2 separate regions of the Mus musculus genome follow, and region 1 is linked to region 2. A link is a contact called in public HiChIP or PLAC-seq data. All regions are on one chromosome and are shown on one strand. Each heading gives the region's core, a stretch centred on a gene start, on an enhancer-like site or on the middle of the called end of the contact. The rest is flanking DNA. Distances are from core to core; before and after follow the strand shown. Region 1 holds the start of Tgfb1 (transforming growth factor, beta 1). Region 2 overlaps Pou2f2 (POU domain, class 2, transcription factor 2).

Evidence for each region. HiChIP or PLAC-seq counts read pairs in DNA pulled down with a chosen protein or histone mark.
Region 1: an H3K4me3 HiChIP or PLAC-seq map of bone marrow-derived macrophages shows a contact between it and region 2, with 4 times the contacts expected there. The contact joins the promoter of Tgfb1 here to the enhancer-like site in region 2. A contact is called at or near these places in 4 of 39 promoter capture datasets (cranial neural crest, liver, maxillary cranial neural crest and 1 more) and 4 of 115 datasets of contacts at active chromatin or transcription factors (bone marrow-derived macrophages, double positive thymocytes and microglia).

Annotation. Positions count from the first base shown.
Region 1 is chr7:25,683,567-25,688,923 of GRCm38.p6, forward strand. It overlaps Tgfb1 (transforming growth factor, beta 1), which reads left to right and starts at 3,436. Exons shown (of 7, transcript NM_011577.2): 1 at 3,436-4,657. The coding sequence starts at 4,303. B9d2 (B9 protein domain 2) reads left to right here. Exons shown (of 4, transcript NM_001362154.1): 4 at 2,415-2,996. The coding sequence ends at 2,728.
Region 2 is chr7:25,105,778-25,110,826 of GRCm38.p6, forward strand. The region is part of intron 5 of Pou2f2 (POU domain, class 2, transcription factor 2); the gene reads right to left. Among named protein-coding and RNA genes, the nearest start is that of Mir6537, 11 kb to the left of the region's middle. Within about 2 kb of position 1,499, at least 43 of the 459 cell types and tissues checked have an H3K27ac peak or open chromatin away from gene starts, as enhancers often do. A contact at or near this core is called in bone marrow-derived macrophages, where this site is marked.

The sequences.
Region 1 (5,357 bases), core at 2,186-4,685, 580 kb after region 2:
TTCAGAACCCTAGGCCTGTGGAATGTGCCGGAGGTTGGGGTAGAGAAGATATCAGGAAGTGGGGGTCAAGTGGGAGGGGCCTTTGACTAACGGCCACTGAGGAGGCTGCATAGGGTAAAGAGAGATAGATAGGGAGGAGAGGGACAGGAAATGGGCCAGTTGCCGTTGCTCACACAGGCAGAGGTTCTGCTCAAAGGGGAAGTGAGTCTTCGAGGGAGGAGGAGGGTATCATGTCAGTGCAGCTTTTCTGGTTAAAACACAGCAGATTCTGGGAATGAGGACTGTTGACTGAGCCTACGTCTGTCCAGCTTGAGCAGGGACATCCCCAACTAAGAAGGACCCTCCAAGCCCTGTCATCAAGGGTTCCATTATAGGTAGAAGATAGACCTGTTTCCAAATGTGGCCAGCACAGAGGCCCTGGAAACACAGAAGTCATCTCTGATTGGTCCCATGGCCTTATAGGGCAGAGCAGTTAGAGTTCTGCTGTAAAGGGCCAAGAGAAGCTAACTAGGCCCAAGGACAAAGACAGAGGGTGGAGTCAGAGAGCTGGAGCCAGGTAGAAATGGGGAGGTGTGTCCTGGGTATTCGCTGTCTGTGGGTGAGAAGGACAGTGGGGGATGAGGCGGCAGGGACAGAATGTAAGGCCTCGCCTGCAAAGGCACTAAGACTGATTCTCGAAGGCTCTGGGGAGCCCAAGAAGAAATGGATGGATCAGATTCTCCTTCTGAACAATTGTACTAGTTTGTGAGGGTGATACGTTGGAAGTTTTCCTCAGTCCTGGCCTTAGCTGTCTTCCTCCCTGTTTGCTTCCTTCTTAGTCTCTCAGCTCACCAACAAACCCTGGCGGCTCTGAAACCCACTTTTGTTTCTCACCCCATCCCACCCAGCCTTCTCTGTCCATCTTCTCTTTCCGGGACCATTTTTTGTTTTTTGTTTTGTTTTGTTTTGTTTTGTTTTTCAAGACAGGGTTTCTCTGTATAGCCCTGGCTGTCCTGGAACTCACTCTATAGACCAGGCTGGCCTCAAACTCAGAAATCTGCCTGCCTCTGCCTCCCAAGTGCTGGGATAAAAGGCGTGTGCCACCACGCCCAGCCTTCTGGGACCATTCTTTCTTTCTGTCTTCACTGTGCTCTCAGGGTTGGATACTGGACTGGACCCTGGGAGGACCTAAATACAGCATGTTCTTCCTCTGTATGGAACCTGCCTGCAGGCCTCCTATCGCTCAAGAGAAAAGCCGGAGCCTTCTCTGGCGTCACAGGCCTATGGAATCTGGCTGTCACCTCTGTCCTTTGTTCCCCACGACTCCCCGTTCTAGCCTCATTGGCCCCACCAGGCTAGCTCCTACTTCGGAACTTTTGCACTGACTGGATCTGTCATTCCCCTAGGTGCCTAGAGAGCCCACTTCTTTAAGCATTTATGTTGCATCCTGGTTGGCTTGTTTGCTTTTTGAGATAGAGTCTCAGAACATAGTCCAGCCTAGCCTGGGGCCTCAGCAGCCCAAGTGTGTGCCAAAATGTCACCCTTCAGATATGTAGCCCTGGTTGTCCTAGAACTCATTGTGTAGCCCAGGCTAGCCTTGAACTTCTGGGGATCCTCTTGCCTCTACCTCCCAAGTGCTGGCATTCCAGCTGTACACTGCAGTGTTCAGCCCCAAATGTCACCTTCTTTAGGAAAGCTTCCTTCAGCTGCTCCCCAATTTTCCAAACTACATCTCCACCCCTCCCTTTCTGGCTGTTGTTTTTCCCCAGAGCGGTTATCACCATATGACATACCCTATAATTTACTTATTTACTATGTTGGTTGTCTAGGATGTCAGCTTCACGGGGCAGGAATTTTTGTCTGCTGTGTTCATTGCTGTGTCCCCAGCCTGGAGAACAGGGCCTGCCAGGGGAGGGCTTAGGGTTGGGGGGGGGGGGGGCTGGGCTGCATCTCCAAGCATTGGACTGTCAGGCTGGGACACTCAGCTGTGCATTGAGGCCACTAGAAACCTAACGAAGGGGAGAGATGGCTCCACTGGGGAAGAAAGGAAATCTGAGTCAGGTGCGTGAGAGCAAAGCAAGTCCATGAGGAGGAGGGCGGAAGGGGTCTAAGCTGAGGTGCTGACCTGGGGGCCTGGGAGAGTGAAGAGACCACAAAGGGAGGTCAGACGAGGCCAGACTTGACTTGAGAGGTTGGACTTTGTTCTGTGGCCCAGGGGAGTCATGGGAGGGTTTTGAGCAAGAGGGTAATGTGGATTGCTCTAGATTCCTGTGACTACTATGTGGAGTGAGTGGGAGATGAGAACCCAGAGAGGAAATTCAGGCAATAATCCAAGGTAAAAGTACTGTGCGAGGTCTCCAGTGGTTTCAATGCTGGGAACCCGGGAGCAGGGTTCTGCCCCTTTGTCCTTTTCTCTAACGCCTCTCCTCCCGCAGGTTGGCCTCGACTCCATCTCCAGGTGTGGTCCCAGGACAGCTTTGGCCGCTGCCAGCTTGCTGGCTATGGCTTTTGCCATGTGCCTAGCAGCCCAGGCACTCATCAGCTGGACTGCCCTACATGGAGGCCCCTGGGCAGTTGGAGGGAGCAGCTAGCACGGGCTTTCGTGGGTGGTGGGCCACAGCTGCTGCACGCAGATACCATCTACAGCGGGGCTGACCGCTACCGCCTGCACACGGCCGCGGGTGGCACAGTGCACCTTGGTATCGGCCTGCTGCTGCGCCACTTCGATCGCTATGGAGTGGAGTGTTGAGGGACTTCATTGCTACTAATCGCCATCATCCACTGAGCACATAATGGCACAGCAGTGAAGCAGGCACGTGGACTCTGGAGACTGTCAGTCCTGATCACCCCCAAGTCATGGCCCCTATGCCATGGACTGCAAGGCCAGGAACTCCCCTGTGGCCCATGCTCCACTGAACTACGGGGTAGAAAGGGCTGTGGGTTGGAGGGACATGAGCAGGGCCCACTGTTTGGACTGTCGGGGGCACTTAATAAAAGCGTGTATTTCTCATGGGTAAGGTGCCTCCTTGTATCCGCTAAAGCTCTCAGACGTCGGTCTCCTTATTTCACTCTCCTTGACACTCTCATCCGCAAAGTCTGCCCCTGCCTTTCGCTCTCCACCGCCTAGGTCCCCACTTCTAATACAGGACTCTGTTTTCTCACGAAGTCCCAATTTTTCCTTTGACCCTTCAACAACTCCCAAATCCACCGGGGCGCTTTGGTTGGTCACCGGCTTTAGTAGTGCTCCGCCGCCAGGAGGCAGCACCCTGGAGGTGGGGCGAGGCCGGGGTGCCCGCCCCCTCCCCGCAGGGCTGAAGGGACCCCCCTTGGAGCCCGCCCACGCTAAGATGAAGACAGTGCCCCCCCATGCCCTCCCCCTGGGGCTGCCCCCGCCCCGCGCGCGCTTCCTGGGTGGGGCCGGGGCGGCTTCAAAACCCCCGCCGCCCCAGCCGGTCCCGCCGCCGCCGCCGCCCTTCGCGCCCCAGGCCGTCCCCCTCCTCCTCCCGCCGCGGATCCTCCAGACAGCCAGGCCCCCGGCCGGGGCAGGGGGGACGCCCCTTCGGGGCACCCCCGGCTCTGAGCCGCACTCGGAGTCGGCCTCCGCTGGGAGCCGGCAAAGGAGCAGCCGAGGAGCCGTCCGAGGCCCCAGAGTCTGAGACCAGCCGCCGCCGCAGGGAGGAGGGGGAGGAGGAGTGGGAGGAGGGACGAGCTGGTTGAGAGAAGAGGAAAAAAGTTTTGAGACTTTTCCGCTGCTACTGCAAGTCAGAGACGTGGGGACTTCTTGGCACTGCGCTGTCTCGCAAGGAGGCAGGACCTGAGGACTCCAGACAGCCCTGCTCACCGTCGTGGACACTCGATCGCTACCCGGCGTTCCTCAGACGCCCCTATTCCGGACCAGCCCTCGGGAGCCACAAACCCCGCCTCCCGCGAAGACTTCACCCCAAAGCTGGGGCGCACCCCTTGCACGCCGCCCTCCCCCCAGCCTGCCTCTTGAGTCCCTCGCATCCCAGGACCCTCTCTCCCCCGAGAGGCAGATCTCCCTCGGACCTGCTGGCAGTAGCTCCCCTATTTAAGAACACCCACTTTTGGATCTCAGAGAGCGCTCATCTCGATTTTTACCCTGGTGGTATACTGAGACACCTTGGTGTCAGAGCCTCACCGCGACTCCTGCTGCTTTCTCCCTCAACCTCAAATTATTCAGGACTATCACCTACCTTTCCTTGGGAGACCCCACCCCACAAGCCCTGCAGGGGCGGGGCCTCCGCATCCCACCTTTGCCGAGGGTTCCCGCTCTCCGAAGTGCCGTGGGGCGCCGCCTCCCCCATGCCGCCCTCGGGGCTGCGGCTACTGCCGCTTCTGCTCCCACTCCCGTGGCTTCTAGTGCTGACGCCCGGGAGGCCAGCCGCGGGACTCTCCACCTGCAAGACCATCGACATGGAGCTGGTGAAACGGAAGCGCATCGAAGCCATCCGTGGCCAGATCCTGTCCAAACTAAGGCTCGCCAGTCCCCCAAGCCAGGGGGAGGTACCGCCCGGCCCGCTGCCCGAGGCGGTGCTCGCTTTGTACAACAGCACCCGCGACCGGGTGGCAGGCGAGAGCGCCGACCCAGAGCCGGAGCCCGAAGCGGACTACTATGCTAAAGAGGTCACCCGCGTGCTAATGGTGGACCGCAACAACGGTGAGCTCCGAGGGGCCGGGGAGCCAGGAGGGAGCCCCCAGGGGGCGCCGGAGTGCAGGGGTCACCGGGAGGAAATTACCCTCAGAGGAAACTGGCTGGAGGAAGGGGAGCCCTGGGGGCACCGGGACAACTGTGTGGGTGTCCCAAAGAGGCTGGCACTTTCCCGTACCCCAGGTGTCTTTGAGAGGAATAGACAGCCTGCCAAAGTGATCCTCTCCTAGAAAAGCAAGGTCGTGGGGAGAGTCCCCTCTAGAAGAGGAGCATTTGGCAGGTTTTGTTTTAAGTTCCCCTAATGGTGCCTAAAAATGCAGGGCTCGCTGGGTGGTCTCTTTCCAGAAAGGTAGAACCCAGCTCAAGAGAATGGAAGGTGTCCAACATTTCGGAATGGAGATGCAATGTGGAAAGCCGACCCCAGACCGGGTCGTGAGATGGAGAGAAAACCTAGGGGATGGGTACCCTAGAACTGCCAAATAAAATCTCTAGTGGGCTTACTCTCAGAAAGCGACAGGCGCACGCTAGAGAGTGTGATCTGTGGAGTCACTACGGGGTTACAAGTGAAAAAGGAAAGCGACGTTGTTGGGAGAAGGACTCTAGAGAGGAGCAGAGAGGGTGCGGAAAATGAGCCCGGAGGTGTCACGAGTGTTTTGCTTGGGGGCGTAAAAGAGCGCGCGAGCCGGCAGGCGGAGCCCAGTGAAGGAAG
Region 2 (5,049 bases), core at 249-2,748:
GGAACTGCTTCCTGTCTTTCTCTCAGCTACGACAGACACACAAAACCGTCTACTTTATCCTCGCCAAGAAAGGTGCCCGCACATATCCAACCCTACCCTAATTTGCTGAGTGAAGGAATAAAAATCGTTAGAGATTTTAGCGTGGAGGGAGTAGACCCGGCACAGGGCTTGGCCAGTAGGAGGCCCCATCGGTCTACAATCCAGAGGCCGCTTGGCTCTCTTTAGCCACTTGGGGGCGCGCTACTCAAGCCTCAAATGGTGAAGTTGAGTGAGCTGACAGCTGCTGGAAGAGACCCTGGACAGCCTATTTTATAAATCAATTTTTTTGTCTCTAACCAGCTGGGAGGGTTAGCATACCCTACTGAAGCTGAGAAGGGAAGAGACCAGCTCTTTTCTACGATTCAGTTTATTATGTAGCCCAGGCTGGCTGGGAACACACTATATAGCCCAGGCTGGCCTCAAACTTGTTATAATCTTTCCTGCCTCTGCCTTCTCAATGCTGGGATTATAGGTGGGCATTACCATCACCACACCCAGCCTGGGAAGGAGCCAGTTCTTGCTTCCAGTGCATACACTACCCAACAGGTTACAGGGCAGTCTGACTATGCTTTGCTAAAGACAGACTGGGAAGCCGGGCATGGTGGCGCACGCCTTTAATCCCAGCACTCGGGAGGCAGAGGCAGGCAGATTTCTGAGTTCGAGGCCAGCCTGGTCTACAGAGTGAGTTCCAGGGCTACACAGAGAAACCCTGTCTTGAAAAAGGCAAAACAAAACAAAACAAACAAACAAACAAAAAAGGACTGGTGAGATGGCTCAGTGGGTAAGAGCACTGACTGCTCTTCCAAAGGTCCTGAGTTCAATTCCCAACAACCACATGGTGGCTCAAAACCATCTGTAATGAGATCTGACGCCCTCTTCTGGAGTGTCTGAAGACAGCTACAGTGTACTTACATATAATAAATAAATAAATCTTTAAAAAAAAAAGACAGACGGGGACAGAGAGACAGACACACAGCTAATGCGCTACACGGGTGAAGGCATGGCAGTGTAAGCGATCACTTTCTCATTGGGCCTCAGTCCCCACTGGGGGTGAAGGTGGGGGTGGGGTAGAAAGCTATGTGAGTGAATGGGAAGAGGTCAGAGCCCCGGAGCTGGCCAGCTGCGACAATGGCCCAGGTGCTGCGCCTCACCCCAGTGCACAGAGAGGAGGCCCTCACCCCACCATGCCTCCCGCCCCTGAAAAGCCCCACCACCATGACTGGAGGGTGTTGGCAGATGGTGACCAGGTCTGGATACACCCTTGACTCAAGAATAGGCCGGAGAGCGGTGGGGGGGGGGGGGGGAAGAGTCGAACTGTGGGAAAGGAGAGAACAGGAGCTGTCACTGCGTTCTGCGCGTGGGGGATGGGCAGCAGGGTGACACTGTCAGTGGGTACAGTTTCGGTTAGATAGGAAGGAAAAGTTCTGTTGTTCTGGCACAGCAGGGAAGTAGCTGTAGTTAATGACATATTGCATATTTCCAAACAGCTAAAAAGAGCGGGGTGTGGTATGTGGGGTATGCCTGCAGTCTCAGCACCTCAGAGGCAGAGGCAGGAAGTTGAGGCGTTCAAGGTCAGCTCGGGCTGCATAGAGACTTCCAGCCCAGAATGGGTTACAAGAGACTCTGTCTGAAAACCACCACAACAACTATTATAATTATTATTATTGTCAGTGCTAGGGATTGAACCCAGGACCTCAGGCATGCCAGGCAAGCTGCACCTCAGAACCCGCTTGCCCCCTCCCCCCAGAGACCTTAAATGTTTCTACCATACAGAGATGATAAATATTTGTGGTGACAAGTATGTTAAATAGCCTGACTTTGGAGTCACGATTATTGAATCATTCTTGCCTCTGGGTGCCAGCTTTCTTATCTGGGAAATGAGAGAAAACTGGGTAATTCTTCCCCGGGTTTCACTGGGGCCGGAGTGATGTCATTATTCAGAGAGCGCTTTAGAAATCTGAACGCATTACTTACACACAGGCGCAAGCCGCCACTGTCCCCTCACGCATCCTACCCCATCGTGAGCTGTTAACGGTGCGAACCTCATCTGCCTTTCAAATCTGTCCTCTTAACCAGGAACAAGGTCCAGTTCCCACCCAGGCTCTGTGGAGTGTTAGCCAGAGATACCGGCCTGCCTGCGTGACGGCCCCAACTTGAGTAATTAAGAGACTCCTCAGGCTAGCTATGGAGGTACACACCTTTAATCCCAGCACTCAGGGAGGGGGCTTATGGATCTCATTGAGTTAGAGGTCAGCCAGGGCTTCATGGTGAGACCCTGGTGGTGGTGGTGGTGGTAAATTCAAGACCCAACAGGTCCAATGAAACACTTGCTTCTTTTCTAATTTGGAAAACCAACCAGGTACAGAAGCCAAAATCAGTTCTTGGCCAATGCAATCCATGTTCCTACACCACACCCTTCCTGTGCAAGCCAGCCTCCCCTCCCACCTGTGTGCCCACTTCCAATGGCTCTCGATTCTACATCCAGATCTATAGCCCCTCTTCCCATCAGCCAACACAAGGAGCCATAAGGGGTCAATCAAATCACGCCACTCCCCTGTTGAACGCCTCTCAGGAGACTTGGCACCTGGTTTAATTGCCGGCCTGCCTGCCCCGCATGTGACAAACCCTAGTTGTGGATTTCAGGCTACCCCATCCGGCCGTGTAGCCAAGGGTGGTCTTGAACCCTCTGATCCTTTTGAACACTGCCTCCTGCCTCTACCTTGTGAGTTCTGGGATTACAGGCATATGCCAGCACCAGAGGTTTATGCAGTGCTGTAGATGGAACCCAGGAACTCCTGTAAGCACCCTTACCAAGTGGCCATGCCTCCAGCTAAAACAATTGTGCTTTGGTCTTTTGAGTTAGGGTCTCACACTGTAGCCCAGATGAACTCAAACTCAGGGCAGTCCTTCTGCCTCAGCCTCCTGAGTGCTGGAGTTATAAGTATGTGCTACCAGCCCTGGCTTTAGAAAAATTTCTAAATTATAGACTAAATTCTCTCTCAATCCTCTCCCTTATGCCTGCCTCCCCACATACTTATCTTTGTACACTCGTGCATGCATGCGCATGCCTGTATACATGTGTATATATGAATGTAGGGACAGGATGGCAGTCACTCTTCACTTCATGTTTTAAGACAGGGTCTCTCATTGAACCAGAAGGCCAACAAGTCAGCTAGGCTGGTGGGCCAGCAAGCCCCAAGTGTCCTGTTGTCACAGAGCTAGGATCGCAGGTAAGAAAGAACTGTTGAGCCCACAATTTTTACAAGGATGCTAGGGATCTACCTGAGTCTTCACCATGCTTTGTCAGCATACTTTATACACCAAGCTATGTCCCCAGCCCGTGGTGGGTTCGTTGGTTGATTGAGACACTGTCTCACATAGCTAAGGCAGGGCTTGAGTCCTCATCCTCCTGTCCCCACCCCCCAAGTGCTGGGATCACAAGATGTGCCTAGCCTCCTTGTCCACCCCACTCCAGCCAATCATATCGCTTCCCTCTGAGCCTTGCTCAAGCCAGCCTGCTTTCCCTCTCTGCCTGTACCTGGCTGTTTCCCCGACACCCCCCCCCACGCCCACCCCCACCCCCTTTTCTTTCAAAACTGACTCACTCAGCCCTAGGTTCTCAAAGGCCATCTTCTCAGTGAAATCTTTCCTAACCACCCATTAGACCAACCCCTCCCTTTCCCACGAGGCCTTGTTTCGTTTTGTGAATCACCCTTCCTCTGAACCACTTGTTGGCTGGTTTGTGTTTGTTTACGGTCTGTTTCCCTGCTAGCGCACACCATACTCAAGGACTGCCGGCCATGGGTAGGCATGGCGCACCGGGGACTTCATGGAAGTGATGGTTCCAGTCAGTGTGCTAGGAAGGGTTCAGAGCACAGAGCGGAGCAGGAGGTGGGAGCCGTGGAGCTTCTGGGGGTCGAGGAAGGAGTAAAGGTTCAAGGCCAGTGTGAGCTAAAAAGGAGTTCAGGGTTAGCTTGTGCCATGTAGAGTCAGGCTTTTGTTTGTTTGTTTGTTTTCTTTTTCGAGACGGTTCAGAAATCCGCCTGCCTCTGCCTCCCAAGTGTGCCACCACTGCCCGGCTAGACGAAGCTCTGCGCCAGCTCAGCAGGCGCCTCACAGCTGCCTGGAACTTCAGCTTCAGGTCCCCTAGCCTCTACAGACACCCACCCTGACATGGCATTTGTTCACATAAATACACACAGGTACACATAGGATAAAAAAAATCCAAAAAAACTAAGTTTGGTCAAGGGAGGAAATTTTTAAAAAATAGAGGCAATGGAGGGGCGGAGCCAGTGAGGCCCCATGGAGGGGCGGAGCCAGTGAAGCGGCATTCTTGACTGGGTCACTGAACAAACCTTGGAGAAGCGTTCAGAGTCTCGCAGTGCGACCTTTTATTGAAATTCCAGGTTACTGCACATCCAGGCCAGGAATCAGCAGGCAGGACTACCGAGTCCAGAGCTCCATAGCTCTGGTCTATCTGCTGACCCTACACCACTGCCCCTTTTTAAAACAACAGGGCTCCACTCTTCTATCTGGGGACCCGCCTTGCCCCAAGCTCAGGTCTCAGGAGTGAGAGGCAGTTCTCCAAGGCTTAGGTATGGATTCAAACGAGGCCAGGGAGACGCAGGGGATATTCTGTTTGCTCCAGAAAGACATTGAGGAGATGTCCCTGGAGCTGGGCCCAATACTCCAAGCAGACCTTTTCAATGATCTGAGCCAAACACTCCTGCTGTTCTTCAGCCACCCAGACATCAGCCTTGGCCACTGTGATGCCCAGCCACACTTATCCAGTTATCTCTCCCTACTGCCTTCTGAGCCCGCCAGCTTTCCTACGTCAACACTGCCCGCTGTCGGAAAGCCTTTCCTCCGGCTTGTCCATCTTTGACCTTCCACCACCTCCCGGTTCCTGGTTCCAAATTCCCTGTAGGGAACACATTCCCTAGCCCTCGCGGCCTAGCAGATTTCCTTAAGCTAGGAGATGCCCTGTATTCCTTTCCAACTCAGCCAATA